Linked DNA regions of Sus scrofa: all the other regions are linked to region 3. The links are chromatin contacts, called in public Hi-C and promoter capture Hi-C maps. All regions are on one chromosome and are shown on one strand. The core of a region is the stretch at or near the end of the contact, and the rest is flanking DNA. Distances in the headings are between cores, read along the strand shown. Region 1 holds the start of SPIN1 (spindlin 1). Region 2 has its middle 46 kb from the start of NXNL2. Region 3 holds the start of S1PR3 (sphingosine 1-phosphate receptor 3).

The links. Promoter capture Hi-C pulls out the DNA fragments that hold promoters and counts their contacts. A called contact is a pair of places that touch in the nucleus more often than the background predicts.
Region 1: a contact with region 3 is called in a promoter capture Hi-C map of liver, with 4 times the contacts expected there. The contact joins the promoter of SPIN1 here to the promoter of S1PR3 in region 3. A contact is called at or near these places in 2 of 5 promoter capture datasets (fetal skeletal muscle and liver) and 1 of 47 Hi-C or Micro-C datasets (embryonic fibroblasts).
Region 2: a Hi-C map of liver shows a contact between it and region 3, with 5 times the contacts expected there. The contact joins the enhancer-like site here to the promoter of S1PR3 in region 3. A contact is called at or near these places in 1 of 5 promoter capture datasets (liver) and 31 of 47 Hi-C or Micro-C datasets (adipocytes, adipose tissue, alveolar macrophages and 18 more).

What each region holds. Positions count from the first base shown.
Region 1 is chr14:225,481-228,965 of Sscrofa11.1, reverse strand. It overlaps SPIN1 (spindlin 1), which reads right to left and starts at 1,747. Exons shown (of 6, transcript NM_001195370.1): 1 at 1,709-1,747. It overlaps LOC110256681 (proline-rich protein HaeIII subfamily 1-like), which reads left to right. Exons shown (of 3, transcript XM_021072957.1): 2 at 861-1,054; 3 at 1,278-2,060. The coding sequence ends at 2,060.
Region 2 is chr14:392,129-395,355 of Sscrofa11.1, reverse strand. No RefSeq gene overlaps it. Among named protein-coding and RNA genes, the nearest start is that of NXNL2, 46 kb to the right of the region's middle. Within about 2 kb of position 1,400, at least 3 of the 83 cell types and tissues checked have an H3K27ac peak or open chromatin away from gene starts, as enhancers often do. A contact at or near this core is called in fetal liver and liver, where this site is marked.
Region 3 is chr14:658,050-661,430 of Sscrofa11.1, reverse strand. S1PR3 (sphingosine 1-phosphate receptor 3) reads right to left here and starts at 2,117. Exons shown (of 2, transcript XM_001925270.6): 1 at 1,826-2,117.

The DNA of each region.
Region 1 (3,485 bases), core at 498-2,997, 430 kb after region 3:
ATCTTAACAGTAATCACTTCGCTACTCAAAAAATTCAAAACAAAAAAAATCAATTTTAATTCTCACAAGAAACACATACCTATTACCCATAATTTTGAGAGACATACTTAACAACTTTTACATATAATTAGCAAGTCTGGTAATAAATTAGTAGCTAGTACAGTTTTTTGGTATTTGCCCATTAACTAAGGCTGACAGTAGGAAGGGGAAAAAGCTGCCTCATTTCACTTGACCCCATCTGAAATTTCACAGCCACTAGAAGTTCACAACCTCTTAAGAATGTTCACAAACTCATTCTGTCCTAGTATACAACCCCAAGTTTTACGTTTAATTTTCACTTCCTAACAAAAGCTATGTAGAAAGCAATTACTGTACTCTCCATCAATCCTTTCAGACTGCAGAGTTCCTTCCAGAAAATTCCAATCCAACTTACATAGGTATTCGCATTTCCTTAGGTATGTCGTCTTCTACACAAGTCACGTTACATAGTGTAATCCTTTAATACTTAAATGTATCCTGTGTTGCTTATTGATCTACAGCAAATCCATATTTGTTAATTCAACATGCACGGAAAACCCTCTCCAAAACCAAGAACCCCAATCCACAAATCATAAAAAGCAAATAAGCATAAAGCAACCGCGTAAACAGATTTGGGGTGTCTATTTTGGGGCATTTATTGCTGAGGCCATCACTAAAATCAAATCTGGTAAAGTCGAGGACGCATCCACAATTGGAGAGGCTAACAGAGGCAAAGGAAAGGCACTGCGCAGTTTCCGCGCCGTGCAATTAATCTCAGCAAATGCTTGCGGAATGCGCTCAAGGTCACTCGTGATGAAAAAGAAAAGTGTCCGTGTGTGCAGAAAACCCCGTAGTCCGCCCGTCCCGCGCAGAGCTTCCCCGGGGCGTGCGAACCGGCCGCCAAGGGAAAGAGGGAAATGAGGTGGGGGGATGTTATGGGAGCCCCGAAAAAACCACCTTCTCCGCCAAGCCCATCGCTGCAGGACCCCGGGCAGCCGCCGGAGAGGCCAAGCCGTCGTTAGGTACACAGGCTTGGGTGGGAGAGCAGCGTCAGTGCTCAGGGGTCCCGATCCTGGAGAACCCCCTCCTCTTCCTAGGGTCCCGTCCAGCGCCCTCCTAACACGGGGGGACCAGTCCCCTCCCCCCACCTTCTTCCCACCTTCCACCCCAGCCCCTCCCCACGCCCCAAAGGTCCGTTCCCCTCCCCCCCACATCCCTCCAGCCAACCCCGGGGTCCTGTCCCCCCTCCCCCACACCAGGGGGACTCCTACTCCACCCCCTCAAGCCCCGAGGGTCCCATTCCTTCCTCCCCCGCCCAGCCCGGGTTATGCAACACTCACCCCGCCCCGCCCCCCCGCTGGCGCCTGCCGCATCGCCCCCCCACGCCACGGGCCCTGCCACCTCGCGCCCCCCGCCCGCGTGAGCTCCGAGGCCTCTGGAACAAAGCGCGCGGGGCCGATCGGCCGGGCCGGGGGCGGCGGCCATGTTGGCGGGGGCGGCGAACAAAGGCGCGCGGCCCGAGCCTGAGGCCCCCGCCCGCGGCCCGGCCGGCAGGGGGCGCTGTGCAGGCGCCGCCCGCCGCCCGGACAATGCGCCGGGGCCCGCTGCTCCCCGGGCGCCACCGCCCCTCGGCGGGCCCCGCCCGCGGCCCCCTTGCGGCGTCCGCTCCCCAGCGGCGCACGGGCCTCACCTGCCGGCCACCTAGGCCGCCGTCCGCAGCCCGCGGGCCCCACTGTCCCGAGCCGCGCTCCCGCCCCGGCCCGACCGAGCCAGACGGCGCCGCCCCGCCCCCGCTCCGCTCCGCGGCCGCCGCCGCCCGCCCCCGGCCGCAAGGCGCACGCGCACTGCGCCCGCCGACTGCACCGGCCGCGCCGCCCGGCCCTGGCCCGACGGGCCACAGCGCGCAGGCGCTGCAGTCAGTGGGCGGGGCCTTGAGGTGGTGGGCGGGGCATGACGGCGGGATAGGGCGGGGCCTGGCGATGAGACAAGACTTGACGCGGCTCACCTGGCTGCGAGAAGGGACCGAATGGGGCAGGGCCTGAAGGTGGGGAGGGGCCTGGCGCCACACACCTGGCTGCCGGACTTAGCGAAGCAGGGCCTGGCTCCGGGGTGGGATCTGCCGGCCGGGAGGGCCAGGCGCGACTCCCACCTTGGGAGCGGGGCCTGGCAGCATGGCCGAGCTAGGCCCCAGGTACGCGCAGGGAGGGACGGCGTTCAGGACTCTGAGCCCCGGCAGCCGGGGCGGCGCAGGTCGCACTGGAAGTCTGGCATCCTTAGAAGTTTCGTTTTCGCGTGATGGGAGGATCAAATCCCTTGATCACGCCGTGATTGTCTCCCCACGTCTTGTCAAGTCGACCTGCGTCTCGCATGCCGCACGGGTGGAAGAAGCCGGATACAGTAACAGGGCCATCCACCAGCTGAGCCATGGTCGCCGAGATGCAGCGCTGTACAGCTCTCTGTGCTCCTCACCGCACCATCGAACCTGGACTCTGACGTTGCTCATTCACCTGCCCTACCTGGCGGGGGAAGGTGAGCGCTGCAAGCACTTGACCCCGCACTCCCTACTCGTGCTGCGCCCCGCCACTAACAGGTGAACTTCCCAGCTTTCCGCGGAAGTCAGGAGCCAGGCATTTCCACGGTCACTCTAGAACTTGTTTGACTTCTGTTTCACCCAAGAAGATGCCCTTTGAGTGTCAGGTTGGTTGTTTGCGGGAGGACAGGGAGAGGAAGAGTCCAGAACAGTTTTGATTCCTGCGAAGTTGACTGCGGTACCTGGAGGCTGAATCCCCAGTCTGAACCCCTTACCCTCCCACCCCAGCCTGGAGGTCTCCTCTCCCTCGTCATTCCACCCAACTCTCTCCCGGCCCTCTCCCCTCCCCGACTAGCCCGCGCTCAACCCCCGGCCCCCCCCCCCCAGCCCGGAGTCCTCCGGCACAGCTCTGGGCGGACGTGGTTCCTCGAGTGCGAAAGGGCAGCCACTTCCTAATAAACCACCTCCCCGAATGTTGTCAGGTCGAATGACAGATGTATTATTGGAAAGCGCTCTGTACACTCTAACCTACAGCGTAATTGTCAGTACGCAATGCTCTTTGGGATTTTACTGGCACCTTTTCTCCCAAATAAGATTGATACGTGCCTGTTCAAACAATTAAAATGTTCATCTCAGATGACACACTTGGCAGGAGCTGGAAGTTCACAGGCCAACTAGAGGACCAGTTTAGATACAGATATACAAAATTGTGTCACCCTGCTTAACAGTTAGGAAGTGCTGGAAATTGTTTTTTTTTTCATTCGTGTTCAACATTTATGACAAAAACAGTAGTGGAACACTTCAGAAAGAGATTGAAAGGAGGCAGGTGCCAAGAAGTCGACTAGTTGGAGCACTTCATTGGCATTCACTGGCTTTCTCCACCTGGCCACTATTGACATTTGGGGCTAGATAATTCTTTTTTAATGGGTATGTTTGG
Region 2 (3,227 bases), core at 151-2,650, 270 kb after region 3:
ATTCCATTGTGTATATGTACCCCATGTTCTTAATCCATTCATCTGTTGATGGACATTTAGGAAAATACCACTTTTTTTTTTGCTGACCATTCAGATAACTGTCATCTCCCCAAATTTATCTTTTGTTAGCCTGGGCCACACCAGCATGAAGGTAAAACAAGATCACGTAGAGCAAAGTGCAGAATCTCTCTGGCTTAAGTTCAGCTCTCCAGACCCTGATGTTTGCCTCCAGGGAAAACAGAGGATCAAGGACTCCATGACTCAGAATTCAGTGTTCTCACATTCCCATGCACAAAATCCACATCTCCTCCAGGTCAGAGTCAGGTCAAACTTTTTGTTTTTGTTTTTTGGTTTTGGGTTTGTTTGTTTTTTGTTTTTTGTTTTTTTGTTTTTTGGTTTTTTTTGCCTCTTAGAGCCACACCCACAGCTTATGGAAGTTCCCAGGCTAGGGGTCGAATAGGAGCTGCAGCTGCTGGCCTACACCACAGCCACAGCAACACAGGATCCAAGTTATGTCTGCAATCTACACCATAGCTTATGGCAATGCTGGATCTCCGACCCACTGAATGAGGCCAGGGATCGAACCCACTTCCTCATGGATACTAGTCAGATTTGTTTCTGCTGCACCACAACGGGAACTTCCATGCCAAACTTTAGAGATATTCCCCTTATGGGAACTCAGTAAAAGTTGAACATTAACCGCTTGGTGAAAGGTCACTTCAAAGAGGATTCATGATGTTTGGACAGCACCTAAAATGTGCACAGTGCATTAAAGCCCAAGTAAAGATATGCATTTGTGCTACCCCAGGTTTAACTCTAGGGTTGGAAAGATCTATTTATTGAACACAAATTTCTCTCCCGAAGTTGAGTTTGGATTTCACACACTCTTCCAAAGCTCAAAATGAGCCTGCACTGACTCGGCCTTGCTGCCCCCAGCTTCATGCTACACCTCCAGGCTGAGTGAAGGGTGGTTTCAACAGAAGTTAATTTGTCTGCTGGTTCTATTTACATTCCATCCCTATCCCCTGGGTTACTCTGAAAAACTACTAGATCCCCATGTGTAAGCACCACATAAAGAACATTCCAACCTTTATCCATGGAAATTTTAGAGATGGAATGTGTAGGTAAGCCATTTTTGCTTATTTCTAACGGATCTGGGGAACCTAACATTCAGATGACGGGGTCTCCCATGCGCTGTCACCTCTCCACATCTCCTCTTGACACACCATATTCACCTCCATGAGGTCAGGCAATAGCCATCAGTTACTGTCTTTCCTTCTATTTCAGAAACTCATGCTTTGTGCAAGCTGGGAAAACTGCTGCCTTCTAAGAGCATGGGTGAGTCAGCTCTCTGCCTCCCTCATCAACTGCCTGTTCCCAGATGAGACACCCTGTTTTGGCTCAGGGCCGAGGTCATGGGTATCAGAAGGAGGGGAGAGGCAGGCAAACATCAAACATACAACCCTGCTAGGGAATTACCAAAACTGAGGACATGGAGATAAAGCAGGGATGGTTTTGTCTTTAAAACTATTGACTAAAGATTTCCACTATGTTATTACCTTGAACTTTGATGAGCATTTTCCAAAAATGAGCTTAAAGAGTTATCTTTCAGAGTTCCTGTCGTGGCACAGTGGTTAACGAATCCGACTAGGAACCATGAGGTTGCGGGTTCGGTCCCTGGCCTTGCTCAGTGTGTTAAGGATCTGGCGTTGCCGTGAGCTGTGGTGTAGGTTGCAGACGCGGCTCGGATCCCGTGTTGCTGTGGCTCTGGCGTAGGCCGGTGACTACAGCTCCGATTTGACCCCTAGCCTTGGAACCTCCATATGCTGTGGGAGCGGCCCAAAGAAATAGCAAAAAAAAAAAAAAAAAAAAAAAAAAGAGTTATCTTTCTATTTTACAGTGAGAATTGTAGCATATTTTAGGCACTAAAATCATTTTCTTCTTCATAGAAATGTGTCTACATTCATCGTGTGCCTGTCCTAACTTTATAAACATCCCTCATGCTAATCCTCACCAAGTCTCAGATGAGGAGACAAAGGCACACATAGGTGAGGGGTTTGCCCAAGTCCCATCACTAGGGATTGGTGTCTAAGCCCAGAATTTCATCTCTTGGCTACCCTGCCTCTAAATAACTAGTGGTTTTCATACTGGCCCCCAGGCCAGCAACATCAGCATTGCCTCGGAACTTGATATAGAGGAAAAATCTCAGGTCCCAACCCATCTTACTGAATCAGAAATGCTGGAGGTTGGGCCCAGAATCTGTGTTTGAAAAGCTCATCAATTGATTCCGCTGCAACTAACCTTTGAGAGTTATTGAACTACGACTTTGGAATGAAATTTTTCTATTACTGTGCGTTTCAGGGGAATTCTTGAACAAATATCAGAAGAGAGTTACTAGAGTCCTTTCCAGGAACAAGTTAATAAACAGCTTCCCTTTCTAAGGTAGTATGTGCAATGTTCAGAACTCTAAAAAAAGATACATATTTATAAGCATTGTAATGAGAAATGTACTCACTCTGTGTAAACAATATTTCCCCGAAGTATAAAAAAAATCTGTTGTGGTTCAGCAGTAAAAAATTTGACTCGTATCCATGAGGAAGCGGGTTCAATCCCTGGCCCCACTCACTGGGTTAAAGATCTGGCATTGCCAGGAGCTGTGGTATAGGTCGCAGACATGGCTCAGATCCTGAGTTGCTGTGGCTGAAGCATAGACTGGCAGCTGCAGCTCCACTTCAACCCCTAGCCTGGGAACTTCCATATACTGCAGGTGCAGTCCTAAAAATAAATTAATTAATTAATTAAATTAAATATTTCCCCTAGAAAGAGGTTGACATGAACTTGGTGACTGACTGATGGAATGCACATAAGAAGCGTTCAAGAATCATTCTACATTTGTTATCTCAGGTTAGCCCAACTCCTTCTATCTCACTCACACCCTGATACACACTAAGCTTGTCTCTCACTCAGAATGTACTCTAGCTTTGAAACTCATCCAATCCCTTCCACCCTGAAATGCCATTCAAAATGTTCTCCATGTTGAAGCCAGAGTGATTTTTTTCTGAAAAATAAAAAAATCTGAATTTGTTTAAAACCATTAAAAGATTACAGTCCCTCATAGGATAAGGACCACAGTGCCTAACAATTCTGAGGAACCACAAGACTCTAAATAATCAAAACAATATTGAGAAAGAAGAACAAATCTGGAGACATCACACTTCCTGTTTTCA
Region 3 (3,381 bases), core at 868-3,367:
CTTGGCTAAACGGCCAACACGACCGATTGCCCAGGGTTGCCTTGCAGGCTGTGTCAGCACCAGACTCATAGTTCCAAGTCCTGGCAGAAAAAAAAGGGTTTCTCCAGTTGGGCAACCTCAAATGTTTTCAAGATTATGACACACTCCAATTCTCCTTTCTCTGTAACAAAAACATATGCATACTTTGTAGGTACTGAAGTGCTTTTAGGAGATATAAGAGATACCATGGAATCAAACGATTTCCAGAAAAAAGGAAAATCGGCCTCTGAATTTTGAGAAATAAACTCAGGAGGCTGATATCTGAGGCTCCTTGTACCGGAAATGGGAGTTTCACAACCCACATAGGGCAGGAAATTAGGAGTGTCGTGCATTTAATGAAACACACAAATGTAAAGAGGAAAGCAGAATTTTCAGAGATGAAAGTCAGTTGAGCCATCATTTTCTCTATATCGTCTTGAGGGCTGCCTTTGAGTTTTGGATCCCTGGTGGCAAGCGACAAGAGCGCCTGAACTAACCAGTGCATACTGAATGTCTGCTGACTGAGAAAACCCACTGTGTGGTTCTACTAGGGCAACGGAATTATTCATAGCGGCATAGAGCTCTGCATCAATGAAGTGAAAAACTGTACAAATTTGGACAGTTTCACAACTCCTTGAGTATCACACACTCACACACGCACCACACACACACACACACACCCACACCCAGAACCGCTACCTACACCAGCAGCAGGCAGGGCCATTCTTGTTATGCATACACCCACAGAGCATAATCCTGCCCTTCTTCTTTCTAGGAATTACATTTTTCTTACCATGCATGCCTGCAAGATTTTCATTAATGAAGAAATGAATGTCGACAAGATAAATTATGAACCCGTGATTATATACAGTATCTGCAACGTCTAATGTCCAGACTTAAAAGACGCCTACGTCTGGAAGTACCCAGGGCTCCAGGCTGGGGTCCGGTACTATGATGGTGGACCTCCCATTCTTCAAACAGTCTTCCAGAAGAGCTAGACTCTGTTAACGCTGCTACCCTTTCTTCATCCTCAAAGCAAAGCGTGTTCCCTTTAAAAACCCAGCGAGACAAAAAAACAAAAACAAAAACAAAAAAAACAAACTAACAAGATGTCCCTCTCTTACACTGAAATGTAAAAACACCACAAAGCAATATGTCCTTGGGAGTGTCCAAAGTCAGAGAGAGACAGTGAGAGGGAGAGAGAACCATCTGGAGACTGGGGGGTTAAAAGTGGCAAAGTTAGCATGTTCCTGCATCAGGCCAAAGAAAAACCAGTCCTGCCCCTTCCCCAGGCTTTATCTCAGTCATGCATGTAACATACTGATCTCTCCTGGCAACCTCACTACTGCATCCTAGGAACTTTATCTTCCAGCCCCGGATTCTGACAGCCCTGATTGCCTTGTTCAAGAAATAGAAGGAAAACTAGAATTGCTTGGAGGACAAAATAGAATGAGTTCCCCAAGAGAAAAACCACACACACACACTTTCAGAGTCCCCAGGTCCTCATCCTGGGAGGACACCTAATTTTTTAATTGTCCCAAGAAAACGACTGCTGGAACTTCCCCGTGAAGAGTCACTTCTCTTTCATTCGGCTCATTAAGATGCAGCTAGATCTCTATGCTCCACTGTCCCTGCCTCAGCTCAGACACCAGGATGGATGACCTGGGGGAGGGGTGATGCTGATGTGGAGGGTTCCTCAGTCCCGGTCACTGTCGCGCCGAGGATTGGCTGGAATTTTATAAGAAAGGTGGGAACGGCTGGCCCTACCCACCCCGGGTGCCCCGGGCCCTCGGCCCCGCCAGCTCACCTCGGTCCGAGAAAGGCTCTTGGGCCACCGGCATCCTGGCACCCTTCCTCCGCTCAGATGCTAGCTGGGCTGGGACGCCGGGGTAAGTCTTGGGGTTCGGGGATGGGGGGCAACGTTTCCGGGCCGGAGAGTCTCTCGCTCGAATTCGTCCTGCCACCGCGCTTGGCGCCGGGTTCCTCCCACACCGGCTTCCTCAAGCCTCTGCCCCCGCCTGGCTGGGAGCAAACTTTTCCAGCCGCCCGCCGGGGCGGGGCCGCGCTCAGCTTTCCAGTCCCGCCGTCCTGCCGCCCCCGCCTCGGCAGCCCCGCCGCCCCTCCCCCGCGGCCCCGCTCCCGGGACCCCACCTCCCCGCGCCCCGCCCACCTCCCGGGCCCACAAGGCCATCTCCCCGCCCCCATCACCCTTCCTCCCGGCACCCGCCTCCGCATCTTCCCGCCACGTAAACCCACACCTCCTTTTGCCTCCCGCGGTTTCGCCCCCATCTTCCGACCCACCGCCCTCGCCTCTCTCACTTCTCAGTCCCCTGCCACCCTCAGACCCGTTCCCTCAGCGCCTTGCCCCTATCTCCCCGTCCCTGACCCCAGCCTCACCCTGTATCCCACCCTCCCGCATCCCGCACCTGCCCTCACCTCCAGACCCCTTCCTCCGGCCCCCGGATTTCTGCTCCAGTCTCTCTGCCTCCCAGTCAAGCACCTGGCGCGTCCTGGACCTTCTCTCACCGCCTCCCGCTTCCCGCCCCCCACTCCGTAGTCCTCCTGGGCTTGGCTCACCCCTCCGCCTCGGCCCCAGAACGGGCTCCAGACCCTGTGCCGCTCTGACGAGCTCCGGACTGCCGACCCCCGGGTCCCAGCTGTGTGGGTCCAAACCGGGTCTGGGGCCGGGCTTGGTCCGGGCGCACCGAGCTCGAGGGTTTGGCAGATTATTGTTATTATCGTGATCATCACCCTTGTCACCATCACAATCATTTTTGTTTGAAATAGACCTACCACCGACTTGAGGGGTGACATCAGGCAACATCTGGTGTGGACCTCGCGCCTGGAACCACCCTCCCTCCTTGAGCCTCTTGGCAGAGGCCACTCCTGGGAGCACACTCGCTCCGAATCCCTAGACCCACACCGGGACAAGAGCTCCTGGACCTGCAGCGGCAGATCTCAGCGATTCGCTCCTTTAGTGTGGCTAAATGAAGGCATCTCGCAAAGCGCCTCTGAAAGAAGAATCCCCAGGGAGAGGAGTACCGAATAGATTGGACAGGGAAAGGGAAGGCCCTGAGTGAGCGATCGCTGCAACCAACCTTGAAGCTTTCAGGGAGAAGGAGAAAGAAAAAAAGAGAGAGAGAGAGGAAGAAAGAGAGGAGTAGGAAAAGGAGAGAGGCAAGAAGAAGGCACCAGGGGACCTTCTTGCCAAAGCAAGACTACGCATTCCTGGGCAGACCGGATTGCGGCCCAGGGGGTCCTGGAGCAAGTTGGGGAATCTTAGGGAAAGTCTTCCTCGGAAGAGCCCCAAGCATCCTTCCCCTGGAGCCAGGAGCGAATGCTTATTAGGGGGTGGGATTGAGG